Linked DNA regions of Mus musculus: region 2 is linked to region 1. Evidence: chromatin contacts called from public promoter capture Hi-C data. All regions are on one chromosome and are shown on one strand. The core of a region is the stretch at or near the end of the contact, and the rest is flanking DNA. Distances in the headings are between cores, read along the strand shown. Region 1 overlaps Nhs (NHS actin remodeling regulator). Region 2 holds the start of Nhs (NHS actin remodeling regulator).

The links. Promoter capture Hi-C pulls out the DNA fragments that hold promoters and counts their contacts.
Region 2: a contact with region 1 is called in a promoter capture Hi-C map of neural stem cells. The contact joins the promoter of Nhs here to the enhancer-like site in region 1. A contact is called at or near these places in 11 of 39 promoter capture datasets (the 3T3-L1 cell line, the HPC-7 cell line, HPC-7-derived erythroid cells and 8 more), 1 of 484 Hi-C or Micro-C datasets (embryonic stem cells) and 5 of 115 datasets of contacts at active chromatin or transcription factors (embryonic stem cells and neural tube).

What each region holds. Positions count from the first base shown.
Region 1 is chrX:161,922,382-161,930,106 of GRCm38.p6, reverse strand. All of the region lies in intron 1 of Nhs (NHS actin remodeling regulator), which reads left to right. Among named protein-coding and RNA genes, the nearest start is that of Scml1, 94 kb to the right of the region's middle. Within about 2 kb of position 3,671, at least 78 of the 459 cell types and tissues checked have an H3K27ac peak or open chromatin away from gene starts, as enhancers often do. A contact at or near this core is called in the HPC-7 cell line, neural stem cells and stem cell-derived epiblast-like cells, where this site is marked.
Region 2 is chrX:162,154,375-162,162,099 of GRCm38.p6, reverse strand. It overlaps Nhs (NHS actin remodeling regulator), which reads left to right and starts at 2,659. Exons shown (of 9, transcript NM_001290526.1): 1 at 2,659-3,267. The coding sequence starts at 2,712.

The DNA of each region.
Region 1 (7,725 bases), core at 2,422-4,921:
TGAACCCAGGGCCTTGCATATGCTAGATACTCTACCACTGAACCACATGCGCAGCCCACTTCCTATCCCTTTACCATGTGATATATCTGCTTTAATGGATCCTGGCCTCGGGCCTGGTGGAGATTGGGGCAGTTGCAGGGCAACATAACTCAAGGCTGTGGCTAGCTGGCTCTTTAATTTTGTGTGCATGTTTATGTATGCATGGGAATCCAGCAGATGGGCTGCAAGAAGGTAGGCAGCAATCTACTGACAAGGAGCAGGAACTCTGAATAAATCACATTGATCTGGATAGCAAGTTTGCCTTCAGGGATCAGGGACTTAGGTGTACAGGCAGAAAAGGTATTTACCTAGCTTTTTCCTGAAATGCCAGAAAACTTAAAAATGGGTCAGTGGTGAATACAAAATACCCTTATGGCTACAGCCCCAAAAGAATTTGACTTGTTTTGGAGTCATCCAGAATAAGGCAAAGGAAGTTCAGTGGCCTACATCTAGATTTCTCAAGGGGGATGAGAGAGAGCAGTCAGTTGGACAGCTGTAATCCCCAAGTCACAGGTTGTAGATCATATGAGTGGATATGGCTGGAACTCACGAGAAGAACTCTGGGAAATTGATTTTGAGCCAACTGCTGGCACAACTTATCATGCAAATGATAACCCCAGCAGATGCTAACTTGTGGTCCTGATCACTTAAATGGCTATATCAGATTCAGATATATACCTGAAACCACATTTAAACTCTTCTACATTCATTCTGTAAGAGGGAAGTTTGAACCAAATAATACAGAGACACTAAGATCCCAAAGCCACAAAATACTAAGGCTGGTTCCATCATAAACTAAATGATCATTGGTAGCCCAAATCATTGATGTTCCAACTATGTTTTCTTCAGGTGTACTTCTCTCTTAGCTGCTGCAAGTGTGAGCTGCTAAAGTCTAGAGCTCCTCCTTCTCTAGAGAATTGTACCACCAACACTCTTGAATCCAGGGGAGCAGCAGAGCTCCCTATTTTGATAAGCAGAGTGTTCTACCAAGTCCAGCTGAACTCTTTTTGACTTTCCTTCTGTCTATTAATTCTCTTCTCCATCTTTCTGTAGCATTGTCCTCGGTCTTTATCACCCTTGGGAATAGTGCTTCTGGCCTAGAGTACACAGAAAGAAGCCTGGGAATTCATGGACATTATGCAACTTGGGTTCAATAAGTGGTCCATTCTGGTATCACAGATAATAGCCTACCCAGAAGTAAGCAGTACTTATATCAGAACTTTGCATCAGACTTGCATGCCTTTAGATGACCACCCACCCACACACACACACACACATTCTGTCATCTCATCAGAGCTTTCCTCTTGGTCCTTCTGTTAAGGTGAAAGGCAAGTTCACAGGATACAGGGCACTCTTTTCCCCTTGACATCTGGTTTGATTCTGGGCAGCTAAATAATGTCTTTGCAATGAATAACAAAAGCTAATTCACTGTGGTTTTTAAAACACCAACTGCAAATATTTTCCCTTTTCAGCTTGGGGTCACTGGAAGGGGGAAAAAACGGAGCTGAGAGAGATTAACCCAGAGAAAATAAAACGATGGCAGCATGTTCTTTCATTTGTGAGGGCCCATTTCTGAATGAGTGTTGTTCAAGGCAAGACTGTGGCTCTGCAGAAGAGTTTGAAATACCACTTTCATTCACCTTTCCTTGCAAAAACCCACCCCACATGACTGTGTCTGTCTGTCAATTCCTGCCAACTCTATGCCCATCTGCCAGAACCACTGATTCCCATGGATTGGGGGGGGGGGGGCGACTAGGCCCGGTCCGTGGCACACAATGGCTTTCAAGAACCCAAAAGGTTATCCTCTCTGTTTCGCCTCTCACTGACTTTTCCTCTCGATTTACTCCTGCCTTTGCCTTTCTTCCTTTCTGTAATACCCAGACACTTTACTAATGGGTGGGGCACAGTGCAATTAGCAGAATTTTTGGCAACAGCTCTTCTATCCACTGGTGTCACTGAGAAGGCTGAAGATTTAGTCTGGGTCACTTATACAAGGTTTAGGCCAAACTTGCTTTTGACTTAAGCTTGTTGTTGTTGTTTTAAATATTTTTTAAGGATTATAATGCGTCTATCATTTTCCTCTTCCTTTCTCCCTCCAAACCCTCCCATATACTCCTCATTGCTCTCTTTCAAATTTATAGCTTCTTTTTTGAAATCAATTGTTATCACATGCCCATGTATATGTACACATGTATGCCTAACTAGAACCTGCTCAGTATGTATAATATTACTTTGTACACATGTTTTCAGGGCTGACTAGTGTTAAATAACTTATTGGTGTGCTTTTCCTCGAGGAAGGTTTGTTGCTCTGAGACAGAGTCTTACCATGGAGGGCTGACTGGTCAGAAATTTAATGTGTAGACCAAGTTGTCCTCAAACTCCCAGAAATCCCTGCCTCAGCCTTCATGGTACACAGATTGCAGGTATGCACCATCTCAGATCTGATTTGGGCTGTTTTGGGACATCCCAGGACATCATCACCATTCAGTTTCTTCCTGCATGGCAGTAAGGTACCTTGGGGGGGCGGGGAGTTATGACCGTGCAAAGCTCTGATGACTCTCTGAGAAGAAAGCAATCCATTCACTTAACCAGTTGTTCTTCAGATACTTGGAATTACTTCTTCATTTTTTTCTTTTTCTTTCATCTATTTTATCTTAATTCATAGTTTTACTTGCTGGGCTAAAATGGGAGGTGAAGCAGATGCCATGACAATATATAGCTACTAGAGAAAGGATTCCCTTTATGACTAAAAATGGAGAAAGCTTGACTAGAGTCCATGTTTGTGAAGTGACTTCATGAGCTTTGTCTTGTCCTATTACTGTTAATCTGTATTCAGTTGTTGAGCATGTTGATACAGGTGGAGGTGGTGATGGTGATGGTGGTGTGGTGGTGGTGGTGGTGGTGGTGGTGGTGGTCGTGTGTGTGTGTGAAGAGTGGGAGGGGATCAGAAAATCATTTGCAACCTGCAAAGAGCAAATTCTAATCATATCTGCCCCTGTCACTCTCTTTGTCACTTGGATAGGTTTGCAAATATTTGCAGACCTGCTGCTCAGCCCTCACAGCAAGCACAAATTTCACAGCCAAGCATACCATTGCCATCCTGATGAGAAAAATGGGAGTATGCTGGGGCAGTTGTGGAGTGATGGGATGGAAAGAATCCCTTCTTGTGATTGGGCAGCAGACATAGGGGCCCAGCTCCTGTGGCTCTCTGGCTTTTAGTATTTGTTCAGCTTCCTGTCTCTCTCAGTGTGCTAATGGTTTCCATAGCCACAGGGCACCTGGCAGAGGTTCTTAAATGGGTCAGGCCTGAGGTTCTGCAGTTCTAACAGGCTCCCAGGTGATGCTGATGCTAAGGATACCTTAGCCAACTGCACTTGGAATTCCAAGGCTGTAAAGAAGTACCACTGTGTTCCGAGCTGTGCAGAACTGGGAATGGAATAGTGCTAAGCCCCTCCTTTGGAGACAGGGTGTGTCTGAGGCTGTCCCAGTCCTGATTTGCCATTCAAGTGAACCCCAAAGGGATTAGCAGCTGGCCCAGCAATTGGGTGAGACCATCTACCCCTCCAGGGGGGTGTCCCAGAGGCAATGCAGAGGTTGTGTGAAAATCTGCAATCCTCCTTGCTGAAGGTTGCCCCTTCTCACCCTCCCCACCCCCCTACCCTGTGTGCTGACTTAAGCAGATCAGCTTTCAGTTCTCTGGCATTCCGAGAAGCTTTGCAGAAAAGAAAAGGCCCTTCCTTAAGAAGCAGAGCTGGAATCCAAGCATGGCTCTTGCCTGCTGCATGCCCAAGAATGAAGGTATTTGGGGTTTGCAGCATTTCCTGGCAAGACAAAGAGGGAGGGGTGCTGGGGAGGCCGGGCCCCTGGAGAGGAACTTGCCCTTCTGTCTGTAACTGCTTCCTATTCTTGGGTGAAACAGCACTGTGTTTCCTGAGGGAAAAAAAAGTGAGCCCTTTCACAGGGACAGATGTGAGGAAGGAAAGCGCGCCTGGCCCTCATTCAGAACTGACTTTGACATTTACAGTCTGCCTCCTAAGCTTCCGGTTGGTTCCTTGTGCTGTTCATGCTGCATGCCCTACATTTTGTGCTCTTTCTGAGACGGTGGGACTTCCACAGCCCGAGAGGGAGTTCAGTCTTTTCCCTGTTTGAAGGAGGGAGCAGGGATGGTCTAAGGAAGATTCTTCCTGGGTAGGGTCCTAGGGCTCTGGCTCAGGGTTTTGGGGAAAGTGACTTCACCTTGCATGGGATCATCCTAGGCCTCCTCACCCCTTCTCCTTCATCATTTCCACTCCACACCCCACACCCCACTTCAAACCCCCATCTTCTAGGAATTCCGGGATCACTCTCCCACTCTAAGATTGAACGTAGAGATGTATGGCCCTGTGTGTGGCTCCTTAAGCAACCTTGAACTGAGTTCAAGTTCACTCCTCTATTCTTTTTTCCCCCATCTTCAATGGCCTCCTGCTAAGTGTTTTCGACCACTTTGAAAAGAAAGCAATCCATTCACTTAACCAGTTGTTCTTCAGATACTTGGAATTACTTCTTCTTCATTTTTTCTTTTTCTTTCATCTATTTTATCTTAATTCATAGTTTTACTTTTGTATTGTTCTTTACTTTCTTTCTTGATTTCATAGGATTGGCCACACACAGAACCCTTTTTGGGAAGTATTGAACAGTGTTCATCCTTATAACCCCAGATACTTGCTTAGGTTGTCCACTGGAGCTAGGCAGCTTGAGAGTCGAAGCTGCCTATTCTCTCTGCCTGGATGAAAGCACTGTATTGAATGTTTGCCACCATTGACTGCCTCTATGGAGACTGATGCAGGCCCACTCCCTGATGAGTCTCCCATTAGTCTAACCAGTGGTGCTGAGTGTGCTCTCCTCAGTGTGTGTACCACCCTGCCACCCAAGAAGATTCCCTCTGACTTGCATTTGCAGGGATGGGGATGGGAAAGCACTGGTTTGTGCATCTTTATTACTAAAGAGGAGAAAGGAAGACAGAGTCTGATGGGTGCCACTGAGGTTGGGGCAATGTGCCAAGATATTGCAGACTTTGTAGTGGATTTTCAAATCTCTGATGTCATACACATGTATAGTAACCAATCGTAATTTCATGGGCCCGCTCCAGACCAATTAAATCAGAAGTTTCCAGGAATGGGTCCAGGTATCAGTATGTTTTCTTGTTGAAACTCTCTGCAGGTGTTATCAGTATGTAGCTGGGTTAAAGAATCACTGATCAGAAAAAGAAAGATCGACCCCGCTATCACCACAATCTTCAGTTTCCCTCCCAAAACCAAGTAAGACCATTAAAAACCTAAGTTCATACATTTTCATACAGATCAGCAGATCCAGGAGGAGTGCTCAATAGCCAGGCAGCCTTTATTCATTGAGCTAGAAGGGCTAAGAGACAGAAGAGAGTACAAAAGCAAGAATGTTCTTCAAGGTCCCGGCTAGATGGTACTGGCTTAAGACCAAGTAGAAAGATGAGGAGAAGGTCCATCTGAGCGACTTGACCCAGCATACTGGCAAGAGGTTAAGAAATTGGGCATGGTGGTGCACATGTGAAAGTGGCTGACAAGCTAGGGTGGAAAGGAGACCCACTATAGGACTACTGGGCAGAGGGTTCAATACCTTGTGGCTTTTAGCATGCTATTATTTTGATTGTCTTTGAGCATTAGTCTCAGCAAAAACAGGGCACCTCAGCTGACACTGGATGGCTCATATGGAGGAAGACCAGACCCTTAACTCAAAGGTGACTCCAACCTTTGGCAGATACTGTACTCAGCACAGTAAACAGCTGAAGGGAAAATGACTGCTTTTTGTATCAACCCAAATTTTATTATACCAGATTTCATTATAAAAATGTTAGAGGTTTGGGGAGTGTGTTTATTACAGAAACAATGTAGTTATAGTGATCTTCAACATCTTTCAAACTGGAGTCTCAAAGGGAGTTTTATTTACTAGATTTAAAGCTGTGGAACAATTGTTTTGTATGATTGCCTTATAAGCACAGGGATAATTCAAGGAAAATCAACTCTCTGTTTTCTTTCCTCTTTAACCCCTGCTGAATTTCCCCAATCTGAAGAGTGGTACAGCCACCTAGAACAATGCCAGATCTTGGAACTGATAAACTGTATTTGGGCAAGACTTGCAGGGGATAGAAGGATGGGCTTCAGGAAAAGTGGGACACGTGACTGAAGTTCCAGACTCCTATTGCTTCTGGCTTAGAAGGGTGTTTTAGGGCTTTGAACATGTGTATGATAACCACTTAGGCAAATGTCAGGCAAGGACTGACACTTGTGCAAACCATAGTCACTGTAACTAGTTATACCAAGATACCTAGTCATTCATATTTTCCAGAAGCAAGGCTTTTAAATCAGCCCCGATGTCAGCTCAGCCCTTAGTTTATTCCTGAGAACTCTGCACTCATACATTGATTGTTACCGTCTTGTGGCAAAGATCATTTTGTATTGACAGTTCTGATTCTCGAGTTGGTTTATCTGATTTTTGTATTCATTATCGGGAGTTTTTAAACTACAAAATGCTTATTAAAGGGGATGCTTGGTTTTTAAAAAGTAAGCATGAAACTTCCAGAGGTCAGGAGGCAGAGGCAGATGGATCATGAGTTCAAGGCCAGCATGGGCTATAAACAACATTCAGGGTCACCCAAAGCTACAGAGTGAGGCACTGTCCATAAATAAATAAGTAAATAAATAAACAAACAAACTAAATAGATATTGAAAGCTATAAATTCTTCTTAGAGTGCAGCTTTGGTAGCTTCTATATTTCTATCATGATGCCAATTGTTGTTTCTATCCTCTGTAGATTTTGCAGAGATGATGTGGTGTAAGGGAAACTGAGCTTTGATATGTGACAGATCTGGGTCTGAATCCTTACCCTGCTATTTACTAGTTGTAGGTGTAGGGCAAGATACAGGCCCACAGTTGCCTTAATTCTCAAATGGCCATCTTATTATTTGCCTTGTGTATCCTTAAAGGAGAATTAAAAGAAAGAATATAGCTAAAGGAAAACATGATGCACCTGTAGATGCTCAACACATGGTAAATATAGAAAATAAGAATATTTAACATAATGTATCATTGGCCCAAACAAGAACTTTGTGTCTGGAAAGCTGTTCTCCATTTGCATGTCTTAGGCAGAAGGCCAGGACAGTAGGTGTCCTTTCTGGATCAACCCTCTTAGCCTAATGTCTACCGGAGGCATTGGCAGATGGGACATGAAAACAACAACAGTATGCCTAGAGGAGAGAATGAAGCCAAATGTTACATTGGATTGGGAATGTCCAGATGAACTAGAAAACTCAGTATAAGCATTCACCATTGAGAAATCCTGCCTCCTCCACCTGCTATTGTTACTTGATAAAATATTTGAGCTGCTGAGTCCTAGTCGTTGCCTTTCTTAGCTCTATAATGAGGGTATCCCATGGTCAGCACCTCAAAGGAAGAGATCGTTAGGGGAGCAAAACTTTATGGAGTAGCAACATTTCCTTCCTGGGTACTGGGCTTGAGTCTGGGCATCAGGCATGGTTAAGGTATGCTTCTGCACTTGAGGACTTCAAAGTCAAGAAGATACTGACCCATGAGTAGTCAAAAGACCATATATAGTATCCTGCAGTCTATCCTCAGAGTAGAGGGATCACCTGCCCCTTATGAAGTGGCACGAGAA
Region 2 (7,725 bases), core at 1,410-3,909, 230 kb before region 1:
GAAAAAAGAGAAAGGAAAAAGAGGAACACTGAGAATCAAGGAGATCAAAAACCAACACCGAAGTCTTTTATTTTTTAATTCAATGGCATTATTAGCCCATGAGTAGGAGGAGTCCAGGAGAGGAGAAAGTCTTTCCTGTTGTATACTTGAATGGTGCTTTGATTCATTTCGCCTGTGCTAGTCACTTTAGGCTAGATAGTCAGATAACTAGAAAAAAAAAGTTCAGCTTAAATAGCCCTTGGATTCTTCTTTCTTCCCTACCTTGTCCCCCAGCTCCTTAAGATCATCTCTCCTGACCTATGAAAGGAACCAACCAATAATCTCAAACTCCAGTCAGGAGTGAAAGCTTTACATTGCTCATTCACAGGACACACAGGTGGGTGGCTCCCCGGGCTCCAGGGTCAACAGGAGTTCTAGGTGTGGGGAACTAGCTGATAGCAGACTGCTGCCATCAGCCTTGGCAAGTGGATGCCTTACACACTCGTCTAGTATTTACTCTTCACTGTGGTCAGAGAAGTAGGTCCTGTTTTGCCCACCTAGCAGACCCTCCGTCCAGAATTTTGAACATGTTAAATAAAAAGTGTCTAGCTACATTTGAAATTAACCAGCTCTCTGGATTTGTGATGTCAAACACACAGGCTGAGGAGTAAGTAGTTCCAAAGCGTTCTTTTACTTTCTACTAGGAAACCAAACCAAATTTAAAGTAAGGTTGTAAGAATTATGCAGTGAACTGCAATCTATCCTTTGCTTGGGCACATTATTTTGGTTATTTTTCTCTTTGTTATACTCATTTCATTATTACTGTCACCACCACTGTCACCACCTTCATTCTTGTTACTAAATCATTCATGAGGACCTTACATACATCATGATTCTCTACCTCCAGAACCCCAGCTTGGATCTTCTTTGTTGAATAGAGATAGTCCTTCACCAAAAATGAGTTTTGTTTGGGTTATTTATTTATTTATTTTAGGTAGAATAAGAGGGGCTCTGTTGAAGTCTTTGTGACCAAAGTGTAGGCTGATTCAAAGTCTGTCTTGTATGGATTCCTTTTCAAAGCTGGGAGCACAGAGGACAGCCCATTGCATGTCTCGAGGACTTTATTGCTTCCATAAACTATATTTTTCCACGTTCGTTTTAAATACATGAAATGAAGACAACATTCCCAAGATTTGCTTGTGACCTTGAATTTTATTTATGTTATATATTTATTTCACAGTACACATAGTACACATTGTGGAAGGATGAAAACTTGTATTTTACTAACAGTCCCCAAAGTCTTTTTAGATTTTCGGCTGCCACCATGTAGCCTGCACACTACTGCATTTGAAAAATGTAGGCCTTTTAAGAAATTATACCTTTTAGTTAACCAAGGGGAAAACTTTCCATTCTTCTGTGAGTCATCCTCTCTCCCATGGGAAACTTTAAAAACCCAGTGTTGGATTAGCACAGTAGGGCGACAAGGAGGTAATCCGATTCACTTCACTCAATGTGCAATGAATTTTGCAAGTGACTTTCTGGGGTGGGAGGTTGCTCACTAGTAATTTGGGTCTCAGTCATGATGTTCTGTAGAAGGCAGCTCTCAAGGCAGACCAAAACAGGATGCCAGAAAAATGGTATAAACAGTCGTCTGGCCACTCTGGCCATGTGGGAATGCACCCATGCTGCGTCACCCTTCCCAGCTGTCTCTGTGAACGCGGCGCCTGGGGCACTTTAAGGAGCAGCCCAGATTTCCCCTCTAAGAACCCAAAGACTTGACAGAGCTAGAATTCTGAGACAACTTGCTCCAACACGAATCGACAGCATCCCCAATACTTTCCTTCCTCTTAGCTGGCTACCAGCATCTCCACTCTCAACTTGAGGACACCCCGCCCCCACCACGCTCATAGTCTCAATTCTAACCTCTGAGACGGGTTTGAGAAAGTGCCCGCGGTGGAACGCACCAGGCGCGGTCCAGCCACCAGTGACTCCCAGCGGCCGCACAGGGCGCTGCGCCCCTCTCGCCCTGGCCTCCCCCGCCCGGCGTCCGCCCTGCCGCCCCCGCGCCGCCTCCTGAGCCAGGGCTGGAGGCGGATTCCTCTGTCCGGGTTTTCAGAGCGCCTTTCCGAAATCTCCTCCCCGCCCAGAAAGAGAGAGAGATCCCAGGCGCAATCGCTCCCCGGAGCGGCCGAGGGGCGCGCGGGGAGAGGCCTGCGCCGGGGTACTTTCAAACTGAGGCGCGCGCACACACTCACACCCACCCACCCACCCACCCACCTAGACACACACGCGGACAAACACACACACACGCGATCACACACACATACACACTCACTCACTCACACACACATACACACACGCCCATTTATATAGGCGGCGGCAGTGGCCAGGGCGGCGGCAACGGGCTCAGGAGCGATGGAGCTGAGCCGGCTGACCCCGGTTGAAAGCAAGTGAGGAGGACCCAAGCACACTCCGAGATTTCCGTGCTCAGCGCTTGTCATCTTTCCTAGACAGCCGTGCTCCCGGAGGAGGACAGGTCAGACTAAGCTGTGAAGGAGAGGGTGGGCAAGAGGAGGAGGCCAGGTGAGCAGAGGAGCCCTCAGCGTCTCTGGACTGCCCGGATCGCTCCTTGCCGGACTCCTGCCCTCTCCTCGCTCAGGTGGGCGCGCCAGGTCTCTAGCTCACAAGGGTCGCTCAGAGGAGAAGGGAAAGTCGCGGCCCGGCTGCGCGGGATGCCTTTCGCCAAGCGGATCGTGGAGCCGCAGTGGCTTTGCCGGCAGCGGCGCCCGGCGCCCGGCCCAGATGAGGACACGAGTGGAGGCAGCGTTGAGCCGCCGCCGCCCCTGCAGCCGCCTGGCCGGCGGGAAGAGGCCGAGGCACCGGAGCCAGAAGAGCCTCCTCGTGTGCCCCCTGCGCCTCTCCCACTGCCACCTCTGCCGCCGTCTTTGCCGGCGCCGGCCGAGCAGGATCAGCAGCCACCCAGCGAAGCGCGGGAGGCCGGGGAGGAGAGCGTGGCGGGGGTCTCGGAGGCAGCATCGGCCCCAGGCGAGACGTCCGAGGCTTCAGCCGAGGCTGTGCTGCTCATGTTAGACCTGTGCGCGGTCAGCAACGCTGCGCTGGCCAGGGTCCTCCGGCAGCTCTCAGACGTAGCCCGGCACGCGTGCAGCCTCTTCCAGGAGCTCGAGAGCGACATCCAGCTTACTCACCGCCGTGTCTGGGCGCTGCAGGGCAAGCTCGGTAGCGTGCAGCGCGTCCTCAGCACGTTGGACCCCAAGCAGGAGGCAGTGCGTGAGTACCAGCGCCGTCCATCCTCTAGGGTGCTAGGCTCAGCGCCTCACCCTTTTACTGTCTCCACTCACCACAATCCCAGGCCCGAGGCGCCTAGCCTGCTGCAACTTGCACCTTACTCTTGCCTTTCTTCCCTTCTGCCCTGAGATCCACCCCAGTACTCCGGGTTGAGTAGCTGGGGTGGCCCCTGACCGATGCAGGCATGCAGGCATGGAGGGCAGAAAGTTAAAAGGACGGCTTCTGAACTCATAGACACCCTTGGCGTTCAGAATGGGCAGGTGGGGAGCATTTAGGGAGCCAGACAGGAGGTAGAGAAAGAAGGTCTGTCATTTACCACTGGGACAGACATGCCTTTCATGTCCTTGGGAAGAAGGAGGGGGTGCAACTCCTGTAGCTTCCAGGAGCCCACTACCGGGTTGCACTTTTGGGGGGGTCTTAAAAGTAGTAGGTGTCCTTTTAAGATGTCTGTGGGAGACAAGGTGCTTTGTCACACTTGCTGTGGCCTCGGGTGCCCGGGTCTCGTGCCTTTGGAAGGTGTGTGACCTAGTCCAGCATCATTGGCTGGCTGCCTAGAATGAACTCCACTGTGCTCTATGGAGAACCCTGGGAACAGGAAAGGCCTTGATGAGGGCCTGGAAGGAATGCCTGGACCTTGGGGAAGATAAGGGGATCCCCGAGTGTCTTTTCTGCCCTGGGTTAGTTACCTAGGGCTCTTAATGAATGCTCCTTTGGACTATCTGTCTTCTGAGCATCCCACAAACTCTTCTTCCTCCGTCTTAGTGCCTTGTTGCACAAATCCAGACTCAGGTGTGAGCCAGTCCAGCCAGGCAGGTTACAGCGAGAGAGCAAGGACGGTGAGCTAGGAGACGTCTGGACATCTTTACTGCACATTGACTTTACTCTTGAACCACAGTAGACGTCCTGAGAAGTAGTCTCTGCTAAGTACTCTCCCAGGGGCATGCAGTCCTCCCCCACTGGTGCATGGCCTCCCATACCTGGCACCCCCAAACCTGGCAGTGACAGACTCATTTAGGAAAATGACTTGTGGAGCAGAGTGCAGGTCCTTTGGCTCCTAGTTCAGCTGAGATGCTATGGGGAAGGTGATGTCAGCGGCTCTGCCTTACATAAGAAGTCTTTTCTGTTGCTGCAGCAGCTGCTCTGGTGTGAGGTGGTCACCGAATGAGCCAGAGGAGCTTCAACAGCATCTTAGGGGCATTTCCCTGTACCTCTGTCGGGCAGCTCAGCCCAGCTTTTTGGCCTAGCCTGCGGGCTTGGGCATTCCTTTCCCTTACCCCTTCCTCCCTAGAAGAACCCTTTGAACCCCGCCCCAGGAATTCACCGCTTTTCTACAATAACAATAATAATAAGCATAATGAATAAATGATGTGCCAGATCAGTTTTCGCAGCTATAAAAGACCTGGAGTTGGGTTAATGACTAGTTGTTTAAAAGGGCAATTCCGGGGATGAGTTCTGGAAAGAATTAGGATTGCCCTAGGCCAAGTCGTATTTTACTTTTGGGACTGGAAATGAGCACTTTAATTCTGCCATTTTCCCCCCAAACCACCCAACAGGGGCAGGCCCTTCACTTTCAGCAGCGCTGATATTTGGGTAGTTCTATTGGGGGGGGGAGTTAGCGGGAGAGTGGTGACTTCAAAAGAACTGGAGGGAAGTTCTGCAGACAGTTGAATGGTGCATACATTTTCCACGTGCACATCTGACACAGGCATACTTCTTCTTAAACAAAATTTACACTGCCAAAGTAGAATGTATTCTCCTCACTACCCTTCCTATTAGTGGCTCCAGTAAGTGGTTCCGAATCTTGAATTTAATAGCCCCTTCCAGTCATTTTCACCATCAGAGTATAAATGAATGGAAGATGGAGATAGGTGGATTGTTTGTGTGTTGGTGTAGTTGATGAATAATACTCAATATTAATACTCTATTAACGTATATGTGAATAAAAAAAGATGGGGCCACAGGAAAGGTCTTAAAATAGATCGTTTCAAACACTTCTAAAATGTTTTTATTAATTATTATTATTATCATTGTGGATGTGCATGATGTGGGTAGGGCACATGGAAGTCAGAAGACAACTTTGTGGACTCATCTCTCTTCTAACACTATGTGTAGGTCCCAGGAATGGAACTCGGGTCACCTAGGCTTGCTCCTCGAGTGCTTTTACCCACTAAACCATCTCGCAAGTTGTCCTCTAAAATTTTTTTTTTCTAAAATGTCTCAATGTTTGCTACCCTGATTTCTCCCTCCTCTCATCCATTTAGATGTAGGATGGTACTGTACTGTCCTTGCTTGGTATCATAACCTTCAGGAGTAAAGGCATACCATTTTGCATCTTAGTTTGACTTTCCCAGAATTCAGAGCTCCAGACAAGGATTTCCATGCTAGTAGTTTGAGAGCGGGTCCCAGGAGTCACATGGAGTGAGTGGGAAAATCAAACAGGAGGGTAGAGGCTGATAGTCATGAGACAGAGATTACCGCAGACCCTTTTGAGTCAAGCTAGCCGAAGACATACCATCTCAGATCTGCTTCGCTTGGGGGAGGGGAGGGTGAAGAGATTGGAATCTCTGTACTGATTCTCCCTTGATAGGTGGAAAGGAGCACCTGAGCAAGACTTATCTGCCTTCTAGAGTCAGCCCCATCTACAATTTTAGCATGCATCTGGGAGTCACAGAGATAGGAGAAGTCTGTGGCGTACACATGCGTGTCTGCAGGGGTTCTCTTGAGAGGGCAGAAGGGCTGATTAGACTACTGTTATCAACTACATTATGAATCTCCCTTTAAGATTGTTCCAGCCTGGGAGTAGTTTGGAAGGGAGGAGACTTCTTCCCCTTGGTTGTCTGTGCCTCTATACCTGCTCTTTGCTTTCCTACACATGAGTGCCTCACACGCTTCCTGCTCTCTCCTAAGGGAGCTGCTTCCTGTTGCCCTGAGTCATGGTAGGGGACATTTTGGTGAATGGCCTAATCTGATATACACTTCATAGAAGTCACTTTTGAGGCAAGTTTGGGCTGGTAAGGCAGTTAGATAGTGCAACTAATCTTGAGGACGAGAAACAAAGAAATGGTCAGATCTAAATTCATTTTGGAAATATAGCTGATAGGACTTACTAAGTAGATTAGGTACAGGGTATGAGAAAAAGTCATTTAGATGTCCGACTTGTAGTTTCCTTTGCTTAGATAAGTCATCGAAGTTGATGACATTTACAGAAACAGAAGGCTACTGGGACAGTGGACATTTTATTCTAAAGGGAATGTGATCCATAGTTTTCTATTTGAAGCCTGTTAAGTTTGAGGTGTCTGGTGAGTGTTGAAAGTGCTGAGTTAGATGTGTGAGTTGAGAGCATAAGAGAAAGGTCCAAGTTGAAGATGAAGATGTGAGACAGGAAGATAAAGAAGGCATGCAAAGCCGTGGGACTAGGAACAACGGAGATGCTATGGAAAAGGAGAGTGGTACTTGCAGGAAGGCACTAGTTGTTAGGCATACTGGAATTTCACAGAAGGGAGGAAAATAGTATAGAGCCCAGGGGAGCCCAACTTTCAGTTTCATAGGAAAAGAGGAAGAATTAAAACGAACAATTAGTCTAGAAGATGTGGGAGTTCACTGTAGTGTAAATTGCAGCCCTTAGGAAGCAGAGGCAGGAAACCTTGAGTAAGGACTACACTACACTGCACTACACACACACACACACACACACACACACACACACACACACACATACATAGAGAGAGACAGAGACAGACAGAGAGATAGAGAGGAGAGACAGAGAGATACAGAGATAGAAGCAGAGAGAGACAGAAACACACAGAGATTCTGCTTCCAAAAACAAACAAAACATCACTAAGTGCTATAAGTCAGTGGTAGGGCGCATGTTTAGCATGTGCAAAGCACTGGGTTTCATGCCAGTACTGAGGGATTAAAAACTTAGACTAAAAATCAGGCCAGGATGATATGGTGGAAGCAAGAAGAAGGTATTACAACAGTGTGTGTATGTGGGGTGGCGGGGCAAAGTACAAGCTTAACATGTGTATATGAAGGGGTAGGGAGAGAACAGGATGGGTGGAAGAAGAAATGGCAGTGACTGATGATTCTTGTAAGGAGTTTTGCTTTGAAGGGAAATAGAGAACTGGAGCAGAAGCTCTGTGACAGTGCAGTATGGAAGGAAAATGTCTTCAAAGGTATCAGCATGTTGTGCATGCTTGGTTTCCAAGGAGAGGAGGAAATCAGTGCTGGGAAAGAGATCTGAACAGTTATGAAGTCTGAGAAGCAGAGATGGGGTAAGATTAAAAACACCATCTGAAGGGAAAGTGACAGATCCGGGCAGAGAGGCAGGTGAGCTGGTGGACTGACAGAGGTGGAGGCGGAGCCGGGTGTTTCCCCTTGCCATTAAAAAAAAAATGATCTCTATTTTCTCTATGAAGTAAGTGGTGAGATCATGAGCTG